2 separate regions of the Triticum aestivum genome follow, and region 1 is linked to region 2. The links are chromatin contacts, called in public Hi-C maps. All regions are on one chromosome and are shown on one strand. Each heading gives the region's core, a stretch centred on a gene start, on an enhancer-like site or on the middle of the called end of the contact. The rest is flanking DNA. Distances are from core to core; before and after follow the strand shown.

Evidence for each region. Hi-C and Micro-C count contacts between places; a contact is called where the count stands out from the background.
Region 1: a Hi-C map of leaf shows a contact between it and region 2, with 5 times the contacts expected there. The contact joins the promoter of LOC123062176 here to the enhancer-like site in region 2. A contact is called at or near these places in 2 of 5 Hi-C or Micro-C datasets (both in leaf).

The regions. Positions count from the first base shown.
Region 1 is chr3A:552,377,343-552,383,401 of IWGSC CS RefSeq v2.1, forward strand. It overlaps LOC123062176 (TLC domain-containing protein 4), which reads left to right and starts at 4,542. Exons shown (of 9, transcript XM_044485555.1): 1 at 4,542-4,754; 2 at 6,052-6,059. It overlaps LOC123062174 (factor of DNA methylation 1), which reads left to right. Exons shown (of 8, transcript XM_044485552.1): 7 at 322-373; 8 at 625-931. The coding sequence ends at 352.
Region 2 is chr3A:552,161,938-552,168,922 of IWGSC CS RefSeq v2.1, forward strand. It overlaps the pseudogene LOC123062172. Among protein-coding and RNA genes, the nearest start is that of LOC123062171, 62 kb to the left of the region's middle. Within about 2 kb of position 3,959, at least 8 of the 8 cell types and tissues checked have an H3K27ac peak or open chromatin away from gene starts, as enhancers often do. A contact at or near this core is called in leaf, where this site is marked.

The DNA of each region.
Region 1 (6,059 bases), core at 3,292-5,791, 220 kb after region 2:
AGTGCGCCTTTTGCTAGAATCATACAGGCATACAGCGCCACCGGTCCTGATTCGATTGGAGCATTAAAATCGTAGTTGTAGGTTTCTGTATCTATATAATCAGCTAAATGAAACAAACATCCTACTGATCCAGTATATTCAATGGCCTTTTTAAAGGCATGGTAGTGGTACAGAGACTTTATTATATGGCCAAGGAAACACATACTTTCTTGGGTGTATATACCGGGAAATGGGACTTGATGATGCATGCAAACTTGGTTATAACTAATACTAATGTGAATTCACACAAAAAATCATTGGAACTTGTTTCTGTATGTGCAGGAAAAGGGGCCGTTGTGTTGGACGAGCATGAAGACACTAACGAAAAGAATAGGTGCTCTACTTTGAACTTTTAAAGACGCTATTATGAGTCATTGTACCTTTTAAGAAAGTATTTTCTGTATAAAAAATGATCTTAAGCTGAGTCCAGAAAGAACATTTCAACTGAAATTTTGGTGTCCATCTCATGGTAACCTCAGTAGCAATGCAGGCACAAGTGCCTTAGTTGATGCTGTCGTATCTTGCCGATAGATTGTCCCTGTCCAATGAATTATCACCATGCCAATTTTATTTTAAATTGTGCAGGGAACTTACTCAGGCCGGCGGTATCTGGATACAAAACGTAGAAACACTAACTCATGGTGAAGAAACTGAAGACTAAAGAACCTGACCTTAGCAAGGAAGGAAACCCCCAAAGACCATATCGCAGAGCTATGGTTTCGATGTTTTCTTCTATCCGTTTCAAACTATCTAGAATGACCTTGTTCCTTGTGGTACTCGGCATGTTTTGAATCTCATCTCAGCTTCAGTATTGTGTTAAGCTCGAACTAACTATGGATTTTCACATGAACGGCTGAATGTCGGTTGCATAATAGATTTCATCTGCCTTTCATCAGTAAACCTGAATAGCATAATAGTACTCCCTCCGATCCAAAATAAGTGTCTCAGCTTCGAACTAAGGTTAGTTCAATCCTAGTTCAAAGCTGCAACACTTATTTTGGATCGGAGGGAGTACGATATATCATTGGACGACTATTGGTTGCGAACACGTGCTGTTTTCCAGGGAAAACGTCAGGGTAGTTGCATGTTGCAGAAGTTGTGGTGTTTTCCTTTTCGTGGTAGTTTTGCCTGTCCCTGTCGTGTTTTTTTAGATGAACACGGAGCAGATCGTCGTGTTTGTCAAAGTGGTTGCTGGAGTTTATTGCACAGATGCTATAAAAATGTTGCACCCCGAACTTCTGGGTATTCGACTCAGATGGGAAATATCGACCCAACTAAGCAGTGGCCGCATTTTTTCTCACGAACAGCCCTGGTGATTGCCTTGCCCCCTGTCCTTCTAGTGCACATTTCCTGAAAACGACTAGCGATTGAAAATGACAGAGAGCTGATAGCATCCAATTCTTACAGGAGAGGTGTAGTTGCACAAGTCAGAACTCCAATCAGATACCACGACAGAGAGGAAAGCGAGGCACATCTTCTCGAATCTCCAATGCTTTAGCTTGAAGCGAAGATCCTAACCAGGGAAGTTTACTGACGGAAGCCTACTGACTTATGTGTCCCCATAAAAAAAAAGACCCGAATGACGCGCCAACAGCAGCTCAGGGAGGTTATCCGAGCGAATCCGCGTTCAGCGTTTGTACCCTCAAAAAACCACTTTCACTCATGCTAAAACAGATATATTTGCCATGCTATTGTATAAAGATGTGTCGTGTTGTAAAGAAAAAATTGCCATGCTAGCAGAAAAATTGTCGGGATTTATTTTCAGGGAATTGCAACAATGCAACATGGAGAATTGTCAGTCTAACAAGAAAAATTTCAACTTGTTCCGATATGCCATGCTGGCAGAAGGAAATTTTCATCCTACATCTAAGAAAAACTGGTGGAGATTTTCATGCTCTAAAAACAGAATTTATCATCTCGAATGTGTTCGCTAAAATCGTCATCTTGAGCGAACCCTTTAGTGTCGCCAGCTTGTAGTTTACTCACAAGGATGCATGTGAGCGAATAATGACTAACACATGTCATGCTTAGTTGCTTTGATATTCGTACATGGGAAATGAACGGGCAGCATGTTCGCTCACAAAAAAGAAACCTTAGCTCACGTCTCACTTAGGAAAAAGAAAAGACTTATGTGTCCTTTCCCCATTAATCCCACCTGATTTCCACGCAGAGCCCTCCTCCCTTAAAAATGACATATCCCTCTACCCGAGCCTCTAATATATTTCTGTAGAAAATATTCTGTAGGTGTAGCACATCTCAATTTGAAGAATGTAATGATTTGCTACGACATTGTAGCCAATTCATAAATATGAATAATACTATGACGTGGCCCCCATGGTGCCATGTTGAATGAGTGCCAATACCACTAAAAAAACTTTAACCTTTAGAGGCAGCGTTAGCCACAGAGCATGCAAGTTCCAACTATTTACAAATACACTATGAAGTCTGATTCTATGATTTCCCCGTTGTGAATGAACCACTAGATAGCCCATCTCTTGTAAGGCTTGATTTTACTGACTATAGTGATTGTTGGGCTTTAATTTATTGAATAATTAAAGACCAGCAACCACTAGTCAGTACCCGCCCCACTCCCCTCCCCCCTCCCCCCTTCAACTTTGTTTGAGCCTTTGAATCTTTGGTAGGATGGAGTTGTGCCGTCTGATTTGGGCCATGTGTCGAGTAATTCTTTTTCTTATAATGAAATTTCTCCAGTCTGTGAGTACGTTGGTCCCGCATAGTACTGGTCCCATAGGGACACTGACAGAGAATGCCGCAGTGGCCTCTAGACCTAGGTGATTGTGGCGGGAGTGACGATTGGAGGAGATAAAATGAGGAGATGGCCATTGGGGGACCTTCAGACCTGGTCAATGGCGGTAGAAGTCAATTGTTAGGGATGTGCAGGGATAAAGTAGGCCACAGAGAGCTCGATAACTAGGCGGTGGCCGACATATAATTGACAGTACAAATGGCAGCCCGCTGTAGAAGGGAGAAAAGAGAGAGAGAGGATGGCGGGTTGTGGCAGGGAGAGTTGGTGTACGAGGTGGTGATGGCATCCATCCATGGTGGGCGCCATGAAGCGATCTTGGAGAGAGGAGGGTTAATCAAGGAGTACATATGTATTTCAAGATTATACAAAGAAATTGCATATCCTGGATGTATTTTTCATCAATTCGCGGGTGATGGTGAAATGGCCAGGAGTATGCAACTTACAATTAAAAGGTCCTGGATTCATCTAAGCTAAAGAGGAAGGGTCATGATAATGTTGTTGAGGAGCTTAACCACCCACTGTTACAATCTGCCATACAATTCCACCCACTTATTAATGTTCCTCCTTAACATCGCAAATCATCCCTCCACCCTCGGCCAAGTTCATTATACTGTAAGAAAAATTAGGGCAATGCTACATCCACGCAAAGTTACACATGTTTACGAGGGATTGCTCAGTTGGCGTTTTTTCATTGGAAATGAGAGGGAAGGAGGGACCCCACCCCAGTTGAAATTGGGGGGGGAGGGGAGGATTAGAAGGAACGTTACGTAGCTTATTCGTAACAAGTTTCGTAGGTGGAGCTAAGGATGGCAATGGGTCAGATTTGGATCGGATTGAACAATATCAAATCCATATCCATATCCATGAAGACAGTCTTTGCCCGTCCATGAAAAATTCCACGGGTGAAAAATTGTATCCATGTCCAAACCCGATGGATATTCATTGGGTCCTTCTCGAGACATATAAATAAGACATAACACAACGTTAACATAAGCTCTTCCATTCTTGTACTCGTGGCAGTCTAGGCTTCATTTATGGTAAATCAATGTTCACTAACAACCTAAGATCATTTAGTATTTTTCTAACAGATGAAAATGATGAGTCATTTAACAAGGTGATAAAAATAAGGGAAGGGGCGTTAGAGTATGTTACGGAGGGGATTGAATGTCAACTAATAAAAGTTACGACGAGGATTGTGTATTTACTTTTGCATGTTTTAGATAACAAAGTGTAAAATTACAGTGGGACATATGACTGTGGGGTAGGGATAGCAAATTTTAGCCCATTAAGTCATACTATCGGGTCGACTTTGGGTATACCCACGGGTACACGATTATATTCATGCCCTAGCCACGAGCAATTGGGTCGGGTTTAGGCACCGCCCATGAACACAAAAGCATATCCAAATCATATTCATTTGGGTCGGATATCCATGCCCATGGATAAAATTGTCATCCTGAGGCGGAGCATTATTAGAAAAGTTATTATGATGCTAACTTACTGGTTTATATTATATAAAGACCATTTGTTTGAAAATATACAAAAAAAAATCATTCAATTACGTCCGTCTCATTTTTTATCGCAGGTCATTTTTAGTTTCCACCGATACTATTTTAATTAACTTTTAACGCGCCCCCTTTGCGCAAGCATCTGGTAACACTCCTTGCCCCCTCGGCTCAGTTCGAAATTATTTCTCTCCCCCTTTCCATGGCAGGGCAGGGCAGGGCATCCTAAATATAAATTGGCCATTATAATCCCGTCAGGCCATCTCCCTCTCGCCCCCGTCATTCTCCTTTTCCTTTGTGGCTTGCGCAACGGGCGAGGCGAGGCGAGGCGTGGTGCCGGAGGAGGCGAAATATAGCCACCCTCTCCATCCAACCCACCCCGCCCCCGATTGCTTTGCACCGCCGGAACCTCGCCCCTCCCCGCCGACCGCCATAACCGCAAGGTACTAATGCCTCCTCCCGCTCCCGCTCCCCCTCTGTTCCTCCGTGCCCGCCCGCCCGCCGCTCGTCGAATTTTCCCCGCCGATCGGTCCTGCCCCGCCGCAAAAATCGTGGGGCGCGACGTGGCTCCGAGGCGCGCCTCGCTTTCGTCCCGGCTCCTGCTTCCGGTTGCCACGTTCGGGATACGGCGAGGTCTGGGGGTCGGTCGTGGCGGCGTAGGCCTGTTCGTCGGTGGGATTGATGGCTCCGATGATGGGAGTTTCGGGCGTCGATCGCGTGCCTCCGCCGCCCGTGCGCAATGCGACGGCGGGAGGTTTCGCCTGTTTTTTTCGCCGTTTCCTCGGATTTTTGGTTTCGGTTATTATCGGTCGCGCGCGGCGGCGTGCCTGCCTTCCGGGACTCGGGGCTGTTTCCTTTTGATCGCTGTGGTGTTTTCTTCCGGGCGACGGCGCGTGCCATTGTCGTCCGGGCATCGATTCGGTGCCCCAATTGGTCGCAACGTGCGGATGTTTTTTTCCGAGCTGGCGGTTTGAATGACGCCTCAAAAGGTTGCCCCTCTTGCGCACCTTTTCCGACCCCCATCCCCTGTATTCATCTTGACTCCTTCGTGCGCTTTGTGCGTTGCCTTATTTAGTCAGGTTTGTGGACGTATCTTCTCCGTGTTACTCATCTTCGAGTACCATTTTCCTGCGAGTTGTGCGCGTGATTACAAGTGCCACACGCTGTTATGAGTTGTTTTGGATTCGATACATTCTCCAATATAGTACCTGAATTTTAGTGTTTAGAGGGATGGCTGTCAAGCATGCAATTAGCTGCTATCGTTTTGGATTCGTAGCTGTTTATGGGGACCTCAATGACTATCTTACTTAAACTGTGGCTCTAGCAATTGTTAATAGGATCCATTCATTGGCTTCGGCACTACGTCGTTGCTTTATTCACAGCTTCCAGTCTTCCAGTATAGAGTATAGACTCAATCTTTGGTGCATGCTTCTGCTTGCTATTTTATTCTGGTGAAAGTGACACATGACAGGGATTGATTATTTATTTGGCTTCAGCTTCTTCATGTGGTCGGATTCGTGTACTTTACCATTATGCATTCAAGTGACAGTTGGGTGTTGTACTTCATGGAATGGAAGACTATTCCGAGTACTGTTTAGCAATGACCCATATCTTGGTTCTTCTTCTACGGTCAACTGGATGTCACAAAAACTATCTTTAATCTTAGCGTGGGCATTTTATAATTCTGGCTTCTCTATGGCTCAAAATGTACCTTGTTATGTGACTTGTCTCTTTCGTCAGGCTGCTGA
Region 2 (6,985 bases), core at 2,709-5,208:
TGCCTTGATCCTGCATTGACATTGGCATGTGCAGCAGACTATAGAGATCCTTTCGTCCTTCCTATGGCTCCGGATGAGAGAAAAAGGGCTGCTGCAGCCAAGGTTGAGCTTGCTTCATTATATGGTGGATATAGTGACCAGCTTGCTGTTGTAGCAGCATTTGATTGTTGGACGTGTGCCAAAGAGAAAGGACAAGAAGCTTTGTTTTGTTCAAAGTACTTTGTAGCTTCAAACACCATGAATATGTTGTCTAGTATGAGGAAACAGCTCCACAGTGAACTAGCTCAAAGAGGATTTCTTCCTGCTGATACATCTGCCTGCAGCTTGAATGCTAAAGTTCCAGGTACTCAAGTTTTTATGAAAATAGGAGTTATGAAACACTGCATATAATGTGGTTCCCTTGTGTCCTTTTCCTGCTTTGCAATATGAGTGGCAATACGTACAAGGATACATATGTTTATATATGCAGCAAGTCATTTGATTCACCACTTAAGAGAAGCTTCCATTCTCTCAAGTGTGTGTGGAGGTTTCTGTGGCTATTTAAGTAGAAAGCTGCATGCGTTGGTACTTTGAAGAATTACAATCTTGCAGAAATTTCTTTATTATTCAAACATAGGCATCACATCCTTTTAAATCGTGGTAGTTACACCATGCAAACCATGGTTACACATTAGTTTGAATAAGATAATGTCGCAGTCAGTGCTATTGTATATAAGTGATTTAGTTACCTGGTTCTGTTGAGTTTAAAGTTGTTACTTATGCCAATCACAGGTTTAATTCATTACAGAATTTTGTTTTGTATTTCAGATCAATCTTGTTCTAGTTTAGAAGCAATCCATTACATACATTTTCGTTTGTAGTAAAGCTATTTTTAATGCATGCACTGGTTTCTATGTTCATTTTCAAATCTTGCTTTGCAGCCTTATTATGTTTAAATTTGACGGTTTTCTTGCAACTTTGGTAGGTATCATTAGTGCTGTCCTTGTGGCTGGCGCTTACCCAATGGTAGGACGATTGCTCCCTCCTCGCAAAAATGCTAGAAGGGCAGTTGTGGAAACAGCAAGTGGTGCCAAAGTTCGACTACACCCGCATTCTTCCAACTTTAACTTGTCATTTAATAAATCCTCTGGGAATCCACTAATGGTATTTGATGAAATCACTCGAGGTGATGGTGGAATGTATGTAAAGAACTGTTCAGTTGTTGGATCATATCCTTTACTTCTGCTTGCTACAGAAATAGCTGTTGCTCCACCTGATGATGTAAGTGATGAGGATGATGAAGGTTCCAGTGGGGATGAAGCGGGAAAAAGCACTCTGGGACAACAAAAGGAAGAGATCATGTCTTCTCCCGACAACACTGTTTCAGTTGTTGTTGATCGGTGGCTCCGATTTGATGCTACTGCTCTGGATGTTGCTCAGATATACTGCCTACGAGAACGCCTAGCATCTGCTATTCTTTTCAAAGTAAGATTCAGTTATCTTGTTATCACATTTTCTAATTTAATCTGGGAACAGTGCACTATAATTTGCTCTGGCTTCCATCTGATGTTCCATAAAGTTTCATGCATCATCTGTCAGGCATATTATCAAACTTATGTTCAATCCATTCTGCACAGCTTTTCCCTCTTCTGGTCTGTACAATTGTTTAAAATACTTGTCTCATTTTGCTTGTAATGCAGAATCTTTGCTAAGAAATACTCCATCCGGGAATACTTGTCGGACAAATGGATGTATCTAGATGTATTTTAGTTCTAGATACACCCATTTTTTATCTATTTCTCCGACAAGTATTTTCAGATGGAGGGAGTATATAGCTATACAAATGATCACACTTAGGATAGAGCGTGTGGATCATATGTTGTCACCTTCCTGTCAAACTGTCAAGAGGCATATGATGAAGTTTGTTACTTTGTCTTCTTTCTGACGAAAGGATGTTTTTGTACAGGTGAAACATCCACAGGATGTTCTCCCGCCTGCTCTTGGAGCAACGATGTATGCGATTGCTTGTATCCTATCGTATGATGGCTTGCCTGGTAATTTGGCAACAAAACATGGTTCAGGTCAGAGCTCAGCAGATGCTAGCGGATCAGCTGAGGGAAGGAAAGGTGGTTTTATTCCGCCTGGTGGTTTCCTTATGTCATTGCTATCGGACATACCACCCAATGCACCTCATCATCAGAAGTCATCTAATCATCCAGGGGGTGGTTCAGGGCATATTAGGTCATCGAGGGCCCCTGCTGGTAGATTTAATCAGTCGCAGCAGCGTCCTGGCCGCAACAGCTCTGGACCAGGGAGTTCAGCATCACAATCTTTCAAAAGACAGCGGGACGCTGCACGGTGACCTGACCGTGGCTCACATGTAATTCAGTACTGGATCCCATGCTTGGGTCTCACAAGAAAAGTGCCATGGTTGGGAATTAATGAGGATTTTGCGGTGTTTGTTGGGACGAAGGCAAAATGTGCAAGCAAGGAATGTGGAAAGGCAATGCCTTAATCTGTCAAGGAGACCATAAGATGTTCCTGTTCATGACCTGCAGTTTTGCAGATCAGTGCATCTCGTTGTTCTGTTCGCCTTGCTGCCTAGCTCTCTTTCATGCCGGGACTACCGTCTAATTTCAATTGATGGTGTATCCGTGTCTCAGAGTTGCTAGGACTTGGCTAAAAACCAGGCACCCGGTTTTGTGCTGAGAACAGTTACTGTACGTGACAGTTAGGATTTAGTAGTATGCGTTGATATATCTATCCTATGAAATTACGTATCTGTATCCTCTGTTTTCCTGGCATGACATGAGCAAAACAGCTGGGAGCTCCGTAGTGCAGTTTATTTGGTCCTTACAAAAATATTCAAAAACTAGGTTGATGCAGTTCAGTACAAAAACAAACAAATTTTGTTTATTTTTAGGTCGTTTGCTGTCCTGTTGCTGGATTATTTCTGTTGTCTTTATTTATTTATTTATTTTTGTTTTATCAATTTTTGGAAGTTCTGTGCTCGTTTTATAGGGTTCTTTTATTATTCCCTATGGCTGCTGAACACAGCCAGAGATCATGTACCTGCACCCTCTCCCCTGAAAGTGTTTAATTCTTTACAGAGGGAGCACGTCCTTTGTATGCAATCTCTTCACATGTGCCTGTTTTCGAAAACAAATCATGTCTGTTTTTAGATTGTAGACAGGCATTAAATGGTTGAACTGTAGCGATGTGATGTGGTGGATATGGCGACGTCTGGCCCTGCACCATCTGTAGGATAGCGTCGTAGATTCAAGTGGCACGCACACACTCCTCAAATGGATCGGATCGGATATAGCAGTACGTTGTTGATGGACTGGAGTGATAAACGTGGTGGTCCACAGGGCCACAGGGCCAGGTTAGGCAAAAAAAAACGTGGTGGGTCACAGGGCCAGATTAGGCAGAGAAGATACCAGAAGGCGTACGTGTAGCACGTGCCTGGCGGGGCGATAGGATGCCAACGTGGTAGCACGTGGAGTTCAAGTGGCACCGCACAGCTGGAGGATGCCGACAAGCATTTAAGTGGCGCCATTGGTGAAGCAGAAGAGCCTCGCTTGCTGACCGCACAGCGCCGCCCCTGTACGGCGCTTCCTTGGCGGCATCTCATTTCGCGGGGACGCAAGCAAACCATGTTCTGCTACCCCAAAGAAATTCTCACATGATCAAGCCTCGGTGCCTCGGGGCCTGTGTAGATGTAAAAGTTTACAGCGGGAATCTTGTAAACTGCGTTGCAATTGCAGAGTCAGAGTTGTTCAAAAAAAAAAAAAATGCAGAGTCAGATGCCGCGATAGTCATCACGAAGCCGCGGGCCGCGGCAGCAGTTTAGTCGTTTGTCTGAATTCTTTTGGTCCCGGTCCAAGGGAAGAAGCTAAACGGCTCTTCCCATTGGATGCGTGTGTGACCAAGGAGGAGCTGCATTATTGCTCGTAAGCATAAACTAATCGGTGTCCGGCGGCGTCGTCAGTCCCCACCCATTAGTCTTTGGTCAACTCCAAAGTGAACCCGGCATGGACGCAGTGTACTCCCTCCGGTCCTTTTTACTCTGCACATTGGTTTTGCCGAAAGTCAAACTTTGCTAAGTTTGACCAAATTTATATTAAAAATTATTAACATCTATAATATTTAATAAATATAATATGAAAATATATTCCAAGATGAATCTAATGATATTGGTGTTGTTATGTGAATGTCTATAATTTTTTATATAAACTTGGTCAAAGTTGGATGAGATTGACTTCAGACAAACATAATATGCAGAGTAAAAAGGACCGGAGGGAGTACTACTAGTACTTGTCCCAATTTATTTATCAATCTATCTATGGGCCAGGAACTTCCACACGAACAGTTGCTCCGGAGATACGGTCAAACAAGACGTAGCCAGCCAGGCGTCAGCCCCCACCTCAGGCCACAAGGAGGTGGAGGAGAGCATCATCAGCACAGGCACGGCACCGAGTCACACGGCGCAGACGATGGCCGGGTGCTTTGATCGAGTCGACGCGTACTGCCAGGCGGGTGGGGGTGGGGTGGGCCGGTGGGGCGTGTCGTGTGGCACGGCTGACGGGGGACGCCCGCATCAGCGAGGCCTACCACCGAGCGCGTGACGCTGCGCGTCCCGTCACCGCGCGACTTCCCCGCCCCTCCTCCCGCGCCGATGTCACCCCGTGCCATCACCGCTCCCACGGAGCGGGTCGGGGTCAGAACGCATCTCCGGCCAAGGCCAAGTGGACGGACCGACCGCGCGAGTATTATACTGCCAACTGCTCCTACTTTACGACGCCTGAACTCAATTATCTATGGGCACGGTACATGGAAGAAACAAGGCGATAATGACAACACGCTCGCCCCAGCAGCATGCCCGCTCTCCTCTCCTCGCCCCGGCGCCTGCCGACACGAGCGACGCGCGCGCCACGCCATCCTGATCGCCAGCCAACAAAGATCACGAGTTGCCACCATCGCTTCGCCGCATCTTGGCGCCGGCCTCCTCTTAACTTTGCAGGATTCCGAGGACTAGCGCAGCGGCGACTCGTGGTTTGGCGCCGAGAGAGTACGAGGCTGTATCTTCCCTTCCTTGCCTTTTCGTCGTTATTGAAAATCTGCGTGAGGCTTTGCCTCCTCTTGCACGACTCCTGGATGTGAACGTGAGCTCGCCCACACTCCATTGCCTACTCTGCTGTGCTCCACTTTTTATTATTACAAAATAAAAAGAAGAGGGGAAAGTCGGGGGTGATTGAGACTGATTTGTTTCGTCATGTCATGTCGACATATATCTCTGGGCGGGCGGCTTCGGGGACACTCACACTATCGGAACAGTATCATCTTCGGTGTTACCTACAGGAGATGTGACCCGTTTTCATGGCCTAGGACGTCTGGGAGAACGAGGACGCCCCGCGCGCCTTCTCTCTTGGCCCTAGCCTTTTTCGGCTTCTAGCCAAGGCACGTCGTGGTGCCAATGGCATCGCTTCTCAGCCGTAGATGTCAAGTCCACGACCAGCATCTGCATCCTAGTAGTACTAGTAGTGCTCAGCAAATCAAATCATACAAACCTTCCCGCAAAAGAGAAGAAGCAAATCATACAAACCACGATCCACCAACTATTGAGGAGGTCGAAATTTGCAGAGAAAATCTACTTTTCAAGTTTACTGCATAAAACAACATCTATTAGTGTAACCCGTTTTAGATAGCTTTAATTCATCATTTCATTATGTTGACATGATTCCTAGTAGGCAGATCCTGCTTGTAAGTGCAAACATGGCATAAAAATACGCAACGGTACTCGGCTCAGGCTAACTAAGACCTCTAATATCTCCCAAAATTATGTCCAATATGAGCCAAAAAAATCAGATCTATACTAAGTTTACTAGATATTCTTTTGTACTTTTGGAAAATGTTAAATTTTGAAAAAGAAAATTCGACTGAGCCAACAAGCTGCCAATATCTTCAAAACGTGTGGTCCAAATAAGCTAAAAAGTTCTCAAATCAGTAATGGGTATATAGGCAATTGACTGAATTTTGGGATTTTTAAAAATGTTAAGATTTAAACATAAAATTATAATGAGCAAGTAAAACTGCGAGTATTGGCAATTTTTATTGACCGATTGATGTTGATTTTTTTGCCACATTTGCACTTACGAGCAGGATTGACTCATTAGGAATCGTGTCAATGTAGTCAAACAATGGATCAGAACTAACCGCAGCAGGTTACACCAATAGATTGTGTTTTGTGCAACAAACCTGACGAGTACGTGTTGTGTGCAAAATTAACCCTAATAATTGTTTTTTTGCAATTTCTTCTAATAGTAGTAGACCTCGAGGTTGAGGGTTCGAACACCATCGATAGACATGTGGTAAAGACAATACTCTTTTTTTTGTTATGGAAATCAAGAGGAATTTTAAATAGAGGCAAAAATAGAGCTAATATTATTTGCTCCGACCATGGAGGAGAGCTCGATGTGTATTTATAGAGAAGAAAAAAGTTTAGAATGATCAAGACGACACGGCCCAAACAACACCAGATGACGCACAACCAACACATCGCATGGATAAAGCTAGACAAAGAGTCCCATGGTGCAAGCTCTATTGGAGTGGGTTCATTTAATACAAAAGGAGTGGGTATTGTAATTAAACTTAATTAATGAAGAATTTGCTCATGTCAATGGAGTTAGTTGACACCCATCACTATTGCAGGATGCTGCTAACGCGACACTACGATCAGAGACCCTTTCATGAAACTGTGTGCGATGCATTAATTATAAACGTGGATGTAAAAAACCCGTCAAAAAGGTACAAAATGTTTGCAATGGAGGATGCATCAAACACGGTTTAGATTTTAGTTGCGTGTGCGATCCAGGGCATACGGTTCAGTCCAATGAACCGTTTGCGATGAGGCGAAACAAAAGAAATAGGCAACCTGATGAAGGTGTGTGCGATGTACAGCATACAGTTCAGTTGGATGAACTGTTTGTGATTAGGCAACACAAAA